Linked DNA regions of Mus musculus: region 2 is linked to region 1. A link is a contact called in public Hi-C data. All regions are on one chromosome and are shown on one strand. Each heading gives the region's core, a stretch centred on a gene start, on an enhancer-like site or on the middle of the called end of the contact. The rest is flanking DNA. Distances are from core to core; before and after follow the strand shown.

Region 1 (4,793 bases), core at 1,316-3,815:
GCCAGGGCTGCACAGAGAAACCCTGTCTTGAAAACACACACACACACACATTTTCTTAGATATCAAAAGGCTAAATTTGGTTCAGGTAAGAGAATCTGCTGCAAGATGATATAACTAATACCATATACAGAAAACCACCCAGTGTGAGCAGTTCTCTTTCCTTCAGATGATGAATTAAATATCTAAGCAGAAGTAATAATCTCATTGATCACCCCCCAAATTCAGTGAATATTGTTTAAGAGACTAGAGAGTAACACAATCCCTGGTTTGTGTAGAAAGAAATGGAGAAGTGGAAATGTCTGAGACTGCGGTTCCTAAGCCTCTCTTGTCAGCCGCAATCCTCTATGGCTCCACTGTTCCCTAGTTGTCCTTACGTTTGGCCCACCCGCAGTAGCCCTCTTCTTACTTGAGGGAAGAACAGTATGAAGATGTTAGAGGCAGGGCATAGTAAAAGATGCCTTTAATCGCAACACTCAGGAGTCAAAAAGAGGCATGTCTCTGTGAGTTCTAGGCCAGCCAGGGCTACCTAGTAAAACCCCTATTTTATAAAAAAAAAATCTATGTTGGAGAAACAAATGGCCACTGCCTTCAACTCCTTTTCTCAATGTCTAAAAGCCATAGTTTGTTCTGGGTAGTGTCCAAACATTCAGGGTGTCGTTCATCCATCCATGTATCCTGCTACCTACTATAAAGAAACGTTGAGTGCCCATAGGGACCACATCATAAATGAAAGTCTTTTTCCACAGGCAAAGCAGAGAGCTATTCCACAGGCAGAAATTCTTCTCATTTGCTCTATAAAAGCCACCTCAAAAATGGGATCTGTTTGGGTCCTAACTAAGAGATAGACTAGTTTCTAGGACTGGAGACTAGCTCTCCATGACCTTCTGGTGATTTTGGTCTTCTTTCCCACCACATTTGTCTTAAACCTTTTTCTTCTTCTCTTGAGATGTTCTCATGAATGTTAGCATGGTCCTTCAAAACACATGTTCCATTCCAATGCAAATCCTATCTTAAACAATGTATCTTTTAGACAGAAAGGCTCTATTCTGTTATCAGTGCATAGATAGAGTCCTCAGCAAAGATGAGTTCTGTGAGCCATCGACTTTACCATCCAGTGTGCATCAAGCTAGTGGGATAGTAACCCAGTTCTGATGCTGCCATCGTGGAAAAGTTGATCTTCTCTTCATCAAGCTAACATAGGGATGTTCTACATATGCAATAGATTCTGCCTTTAGACTAGTTCACTGTTATCTCTTCATTTGCAAGTTGTTAAACCACTTCTATAATAGAAGTCATAGAGAAGACACTGGACTAGCTAGCAGCTCATTTTATGCCATAATTGTCTGGTTAAAATAAGAAAAGTCACATTTTTTTGACCTTCTCAGTTTATCAGATTGAGAAACACGAATTGTTATTACATAGCATGCCTGGATCGTTAGCATTTCACAATCGCTAACATTTCATTACCCTTTCTGAGTACAAAATGTCACTAGGAACATATGTGAAATATTTAGGAACCTTGCCTAAGATACAATAGAACGTGAAAAATATTAGATTTGATATTTTGAGGATAAAAGGGAGGAGGAGGAAAAAATGTCTTGTTAGATTCCAATTAGAATTTTAAATTGGTTGAATGCTGAAGTCAGTCTTGCTTAATTGAATAGAGTTTGCCATCTGCCCACCCACATCCAGTCTTTCATGTCTCCCATTTGCATTCAAACCTTTACACGATCAGTTGTATCTCTAGAGCCAGACAAATTGAGACTGAGGAGTTTATTATATGTGTTGCAGATTATTGCATAACTTCATATTATATTAAGGCAGAGAATATTGGGTTTTCTAAGCTGTCAAGCAAAGCAGATCAAATTTTCCAAGTATTTTGATCATTCTTTCCTTTTTCTGTCATCTCTGGGATTAGCTCATCTTATAGCTATGTAAATGCCTTTCTTGTGTCCACACAGTAAGTTATGGGCTTTATTTAAAAGTCACTTTCAATTCAGTCTCTGACCAGCAGGCTCAGAGCCTTTATTCAACAGTGACACTTAAAAGCAAACGGAAATAATTGCATTTTTGTTAAGATATAATTACTATTGTATGCTAGAAAGAAAATTAAAATATTTTTCTTAGTAGTCAGCATTTCTGGTGGTCATAATGTTGGCCACATAAAAGGGTTCCTATTTTACAAAAGTACTCCTTTAACACACATAAGTTCATTTAAATGAGGAAGTATGCATGGTACTAGAATGAACCACATAATATTTGAGGCAAATATTAGTGCCTGTTATCTGTATAGTGCTTCTCAGGGAGGTTCATGCTAGCAGGAGCAGTCCCTGTCAATCATTTATCTCTCACTGTTTTAACGTTGGAAGAGTTGTATATATAAACTGTTCAGTAAAATTAGCACCAATTCCTGATGGCGCTTAGAGACTATACTATGCATAACTAATATCTAGGGGAGAGGAGTGTGTGTGAGCATGTCTGTGCACACACATGCATGTGCACATGGAGACTGACAGACACTCTCACATAGAGTTTCTCAGATTCTTTCACTTTAGTGGCCTGGAGCGTCATAGTCAGACTAAGCTGGCCGGCCGGTGAGCTCCATTCCGAGGATGACAGGTGTACACTGCCCCATCTGGCTTTTTCATGTGAATTCTCTATATTGAACTCAGGGCGTCTTCATGCTTGCACAGCAAGCACTTACATGAGCCATGCCCCATACCCCATACCTAGCATTTTCTAGAGACAGTATGGATTAAAAGGAAATTTTACTTATCATTTAGAATATTAGAATATTTTCTTTATATATTTTTATTCCCTTGAGATGAGACAAAGGTCACTAGAATGTATAGAGTCCATTTATTTATTTTTTCCACTTTTGGTTCAAAAAGAAGCGCTCCCAGTTCTCAGAACAAGCAGGCTTACTTTGGCTTATGTTTTTATTTGCGCTTGTCTCCACAGCCCTCTTTGTGCCTGTTTTTCCCTTTCCGGCCCTTTTGAGTCATATGTTGACATAACTCAGTGCAAAGCCTTGGGTTTGAAGAGAAGTGGACACTAAGTCCAGGTACACAGAGATTCTTGTCTGATAACACCGCAAACACTCTGCCTGCAGACTTCCTACATTTGAGACATAATATTTTCGAACACTAATTTGCCAAGCAGGTTGGCGGTGACTCTGCCTGCCTGCTGCTGCTTGTCTGAATTAGGAAGGCTCTGTCTACCCTCTCTGACTCCGGGTTTGTTTCTCAAGTAGACACACTAATAAAGAGCTCCTTTTGAAGTAGGGAATCTAGGCTTTTTTTCTTCCCTAAGCTGTGGAGACAATTTTCAAAAGTAACTTCTTTACTTTTGATGAAACACAACTCACAGCTCATCTCAGAAAGAAAAACATCTCAAATTTTGCACTGTTGAAAATTTCAGTCCAAGAAGCTGTGTCTTTTTTTTTTTTTTTTTTTTTTTTTTTGATCATTTGATAACCTTCCCTTTCTTCTCTATGGCTTCACAGTTTGGAGGTTATAGGCACCTAAAGTCATTGTTCCTATCTGATGTTTTCAACTGTGCTCGGGTTGTTACATTTACTACTTAAGAGAGAAACAACAGGCGACATGGAGGGAAGAAAGGAAGCAACAAAGTTACCAGGCAGAGCTGAGAGCCCAAGAGTGGGAGGTGGAGGAACCAGAGGCGCTTTAAACACCAAGTTTCTTACTTTAACATGTGGAGAATTTCATGAGTCTGGTTCTTTCGTGAAACAAAATAAGCAAAATGGAAGATTTAATGAAGAAGTTTTGCATATTTAAAACTGGAGAAACAGGGGCTGAGAAGACAGCTCAGTGAATAAACAGCTTCCCCCAAAACCCACTATGCCCTGTAGTCCAGTGCTCCTATATCAAGTGAAAGGATGGAGAGAAAGAAATCTGCACTCCTGGACCAGCCTGGAAATACATAGCAGAAAACAGGAGACTCTGTCTCAAGGCAGATAGTGAGGACTGACACCCAAGGCTGACTAGATCTCCTCACACTTGTATACATTGTTTTTTGTTTTTTGTTTTGTTTTTTAAGATTTAAGGAAAGATGTGCGGGGCTGGAGAGATGGCTCAGTGGTTAAGAGCATTAACTGTTCTTCCAGAGGTCCTGAGTTCAATTCTCAGTCACCACATGGTGGCTCACAACCATCTGCAATAGGATCAGATGCCTTCTTCTGGTTTGTCTGAAGACAGCAACACCACCAAATAAATAAAATAAAAAAGATGTGCCTATAAAAAAATGCCTTGCAGGTTTCACATAAATACACACAGGCACACATATACACATATGCCCATGCATATGCAAAGGCACATGAGAGAGAGGCAGGACTTGATAAGAAGCGCATAAAAAGGCAAAAACGAAGTTTCATAGGTGATGGATTAGCTAACTGGCCACACATTGCTTGTTACCTGGCACTCGGCCCTTCTCCCATCTGAGAAATTCTTTCACTGCTGAAGTCATGGCCTTATGACGCGCCTTGCTTTGTGTTTTCTGAAATCCAGCAACTATAGTGGCAAGATGCACCTGGTCCCTTTGATGTATGGGGTGGGGATCGGGGAGAGACACTTCATAATAACTTAGCCAATGAGTGGATGGACAAATAGATGGTACTTTCCCTACTCAGTACTAGTCGTATTACAACAAGAAAACAGTTTTCAATTTGGAACGCCTCAATTTTGGAAGATCCAGAGGAGACGGAATAGTAATGCATTGGCAAACTGCACTGAAACAAAAGGGTTGAAGAGACTGGCAGCACTTAACTGGGAAAA
Region 2 (4,793 bases), core at 349-2,848, 210 kb after region 1:
CGGTTGTGGTGGCCTGGAGCTTGCTATGCAGAGACCCTCAGGATTTGTGGCATATCTGAGGCCACACAGCTACTGTTAGAAGTCAGCTTGTAAAAGCACAGTTCTGAACTTTGAAAGTGGCTTGCTCCCGTTCTTTGTTTCACCTTTGAACTTCAGAAGAGAAAGGAATTTTTTTGTGGATTTCCTGCAAGGCTGTAACACATTCCTTTGCAGTCACCTCACTTTTTTGACTTGGAGGATATGGGAACTTCACCTAAAGAAAGAGAATCAACTGTCATCAACTAAAAACTGCCATCAAGGAGTGCCAGCTCCCCTCAGAACTTCACTTCCAGAGGTTCCCCTTTGTGGTCCAGGGCGTGCCTGAAATGGATACAGGCATCGGAAGTTCTCAGGGTCCTTTATCAGTGTGAGCATCCCTTGAAGACATGATCCGTGTTTCCTCCTAGGCCAGGAAGTCTTTGTGCTTAACAAATGCTGACCATTTAGTTGGCTGCTAAAAGGTTCTCAGAGATCTGCCAAACACAGATAGCCTTTCATGTAGCCAGGTACTTGTTGATTCCATCTGACTTCAAAGGCTGGAGGAGCTGGGGTGGGGGTGGGGGTGTTCCTTGGTAATTCTCAGTTGATGAGTGAGAGAATCTTCAACTCCCACATTATCTCCCCTTGATCCACCACAGCTTCCATACAAGCACAGCTCATTTCTTTGTGCTTTGTTTGAGGGGTGTGTGTGTGTGTGTGTGTGTGTGTATGCTGGCGGGGAGGGTAAAGTAGATTGTTGTTACAGCAGTGCTGGTCACAGAGAGAGCAGCACAGGCCAGCAATGTACTGCTGAGCTATACTCCCAGACCTTTCTCTGTTTACTTAAAATGTTTGCCCTGGAAAGGTGAGATTTCCAGCATCATACAGAGGATAACTAAACTCAGTGTACTTAGTAAGAGTTTGTGTATCTTCTACGTGAAAAGCATATGCAAGGTCTTAGGGATAAGAGCCTCTCCTGTATGCCTTGAGTTTATAAACGTAAAAGCCCAAGACTTGGTGATGTGAATCTCGGCCCTGCTGCTTCCCAGCTGTGTGACTTAAGGCAGGTTAAGGAATGTCTCTGGATTTGTCACCCCACAAGCAAAATAAACATAACTCCCACTCCCAAGATGTCTGTGAGAATTTAGACAATACCTGAATTCTGCACAGACTTTCACGCATGCTCAAGACTTGATGAGAGACACTGTCCTGACCATTCTCCCTCTTCTGGATTTATTATTGTTAATATACTGACCTTTGAAGAAGATTCTCTGAGAAGTTTGCCATGGTTAATGCACTGGGTTAAATTACTTTCTCAAAGCAGTTACTCCGTCATCTGACTGGGCCCTAAAGGACCTTTCGAAAGAATTTTTCACTTGATGGGAAATTCTGATGAAGGTTCATGAGCACTGGGCCTGAGGCAGGTTCTGAGGGCAGAGGCTAAGGAGATGCTCCCAGAAGATACTGGATGGAGTCCGTGAGGAAAGCTGTTAACTGCGCCTCCCACGTCCTATAAACATCACATGAACAAGTACTGCCATGAGCAGGCAAGAGGCCTCTGTGTCCCAGCGGTGTGCAGAGTGCAAAGAGCAGCCTGGTGTCCTGCTCCAGTCTCCTTCTCTTGCTCTCACTTAGAGGGAACTGCGTAGAAGCGCCATTTGCGGCAGCTTTTAAGACGCTGCTTTTCTGCAAATCCTTGAACAAATATTAACTCATTCATCATCTCCTCACCTCTGAGAGTTGAGGAAGCAGGACCTGAGTAGAGGTGGGAATGTCATAATCCCATCTGTAAATTACAGTGCCAGCAGCGTTCATTAACAGACCCGGCTGAGACTTCAGGAAGCTAATTGCTCTCTCTTCCCTGCCACAGGATTCGCTCCAAAGGTGTTTGCACAGAATGGGGAACCTTCAATGCTGCCCTGCTGTAAGCCAGTTAGTTGGCCGTTTTGTGGCTCAAAAGATAACGGCAAGGAGAAAGAGAGAGGAAGGAGGCAGGAGAGGAGGAGGAAGGAGGAGGGAGAGAAGAGGGAGGAGGAAGAGAAAAAGAGGAAGAGAGAGAGGTAGGAGGGGTATGAGGAGAATTCCCTTTTTCAGATTTATTATGAACTATTAGTTAAACATTTTCAAGTGGGGGAAGTGCTGGTTAAAAGATACGCACCAACCACAAACATTTGAAAGCAGAATTGCAATGATTTCCACTGTGTCTGGTTGAATTAAGGCGTGCCCAGAAAGTTGTGCAACTGAAAGTCCTCCCAAACAATGAAGACGGTGATTGATGGCCCGGCCAGGACTCAAAAGTAAAAACAGGAGGTTGAGTAACCCCTACATAGGACTGTCTGCATGAAACTACGTTTACAGATGTTACAAAGTGGATCTTCCGCTGGCATGAGAGAGAGAAGTCGATGTTTGAGAAAATCTTTGGTTCCTTGGCTAGGAAGCCCTAGGTAGATTCTCTGCCCCAGTAGGTGCCCCCTAATCTCTTTCCACGAAACACCCGTAGCACACTAACCTCCTGCCCTATAGACTTTGCGTCATGATTTTCTTCCTGTCCTAGACAGGTTGGAAATAAGCAGGGCTCCCCAACTCTTCACTTGTCCCTGTTCTCTCCATCATTCCTTAAACCCCTTTTCTTTCTAGGATAATCACTGTGATAACTGGAGAAAAATAGTCTTACAAACGTGAGGGATGTGTATTTAAAATAAAGCCTAAAGTCATGTGGCCCCTCCCCGATTGTGTGAACGGGTCTTTTAGTGCTTAAAACATCAGTGGTAAACTTCTGTCTGCTGGAATACAATAAATCACCTTTCACCCTGTCCCAGGTAGACCTTAAAAAAATATTCTCTCTCTCTCTCTCTCTCTCTCTCTCTCTCTCTCTCTCTCTCTCTCTCTCCCTCCCTCCCTCCCTCCCTCCCTTCCCCCTTCCCTCCCTCCCTCCCTACCTCTCTCACTCTTGCTTCTGCCGCTTCTGTTCATACTTTGCACAAGATGCGCAAAGAGAGAGCAATTCACCTTACTCTTGTTAAAGAACCTACTCCATGGTGAGCATCATGACATTTAGTGTGACCTCGGAGAGGACGGTGACTGTCAGGTCCCATTACTCTGTCCTTCAGAGCCACCACTGGAAGTCACTCCAGAGGCCCCAGCAAAATGTTAGGTTGCTATCATGGACTCTCTTTCTTCTTAAATGAAAATCTCCCACGCTAGACATTCAGGAGAACTAATAATTTATAGATAGATAGATAATATGAGTGCTCAACACACTTGCTGCTATGGTGGTATCAGGTGGGATTTTGCATCTTCTAAATTAGAAAATATCAGAGGAAAAACAAGCTAAATATCCAAGATTTCATGGTTTCTTCAAACTTAAAGGTCATGGATCATTCTAACAAAATAAATTCCAAATTGCTCTAATTCATATATTTCAAATTTGCATCAATCTGTTGTTAAACAATTACTTTGATGCTCAAGGGAAGTTTGATATATATATTTAAGTTACTGAATCACCAGGCAGAGTAGCACACACCTTTAATCCTAGCATTTGGGAGGCAAAGGCAGGTAGATCTCTGTGAGTTCGAGGCCAGCCTTGTCTAGAAAATGAATTCCAGGACTATGTAGAGAGACTGTCGCAAAAATAAATACATACATACATACATACATACATACATACATACATACATAAATGTGAGTTACTGTGGACTTTTCTCTTGAAATTTCAAAGTGGACTAGAGAGATGGCTCAGCAGTTAAGAACACTGGTAGTTCTTCCAGAGAACCTTAGTTCCATTCCTAGCACCTACACAGTGGCTCATAACTACCTAAACTCTAGTCCCAGAGATCTGATATTGTCTTCTGGCCTCTGTGGGCACAGCAAGCATGTGGTGCATCAATATGCTAGCAAAACTCTCATATATACAAAATAAAAATAAGAGATAAATTAAAATCTCAAAAATTGTTTAAGAAAAAGAAAAAGAAGGCAATTTTAGCTGAAACTAAGAGGCCTTGGGTACCCAATGCCTGGGCAGCCTCATGCCTGTGGCAAATTAGGTTTCAATATGGCCAAGATGACTGTTTCTTCTGTGTTCCAGCTGCTGCGCCCCACTACCGCACCTCTGTCCACCCACCACTACTTCTTCAGAGCGGTGAGGACGGGAAGACGCTGATCTCATGTGTCCACCAAGCGTGTTACTCATGAATGCCCTGCCCCCTCAGTTCCCACACACTCATATTTTCTGTGAAATAATGCATTATGTGTATTTTTTTAGCCAACTCCCAAAATGCTGTGAGGACACTAACCAGTGGCTTCCCGAGGGTCAAAGGACCCACAAATTGATCTCAGAAGCCAAGATGCCAGACCAAAAGAGAAAAAAGCTACCCTTTGAAGCAGATGGCACTCAAACCGTTTTATATAGAGAGTTCCTCCTTCCTTGGTGTTGCCTAGGAAACCCTCTTTAGCCCTGACTCGGACAGGGGACCCGTCCTTGGTTAAGAACAGAGTTCACAAATACAACCCTTTTGATACCCTTGTTGATATGACGTCAGCCCAGATCTATATCAGAACCTGACCCTGGAGCTGCCAAATCCATTCTAAAACTTGGATTCATTTCACTTCTGGGGCAGATAAGGTTGCATTGGAAGATCATTTGGCCCCTCTAAAAATAACAGTTTCATGGTGCTTTCCTAGAAGTCTAGACTAGCAAATTGACCAGTTCTCCAAGGGGAAAAAAAAAAGATTTTTGTACTTATGCCTTAAGAGATATTTATCTGTATTAAATATAC

Evidence for each region. A called contact is a pair of places that touch in the nucleus more often than the background predicts.
Region 2: a contact with region 1 is called in a Hi-C map of liver, with 2.4 times the contacts expected there. The contact joins two enhancer-like sites. A contact is called at or near these places in 5 of 484 Hi-C or Micro-C datasets (erythroblasts, granulocyte-monocyte progenitors, liver and 2 more) and 2 of 115 datasets of contacts at active chromatin or transcription factors (neural progenitor cells and pancreatic cancer cells).

What each region holds. Positions count from the first base shown.
Region 1 is chr1:71,720,961-71,725,753 of GRCm38.p6, forward strand. No RefSeq gene overlaps it. Among named protein-coding and RNA genes, the nearest start is that of Gm30160, 5.1 kb to the right of the region's middle. Within about 2 kb of position 2,566, at least 28 of the 459 cell types and tissues checked have an H3K27ac peak or open chromatin away from gene starts, as enhancers often do. A contact at or near this core is called in liver and uterus, where this site is marked.
Region 2 is chr1:71,936,528-71,941,320 of GRCm38.p6, forward strand. No RefSeq gene overlaps it. Among named protein-coding and RNA genes, the nearest start is that of Gm28818, 40 kb to the left of the region's middle. Within about 2 kb of position 1,599, at least 66 of the 459 cell types and tissues checked have an H3K27ac peak or open chromatin away from gene starts, as enhancers often do. A contact at or near this core is called in liver and uterus, where this site is marked.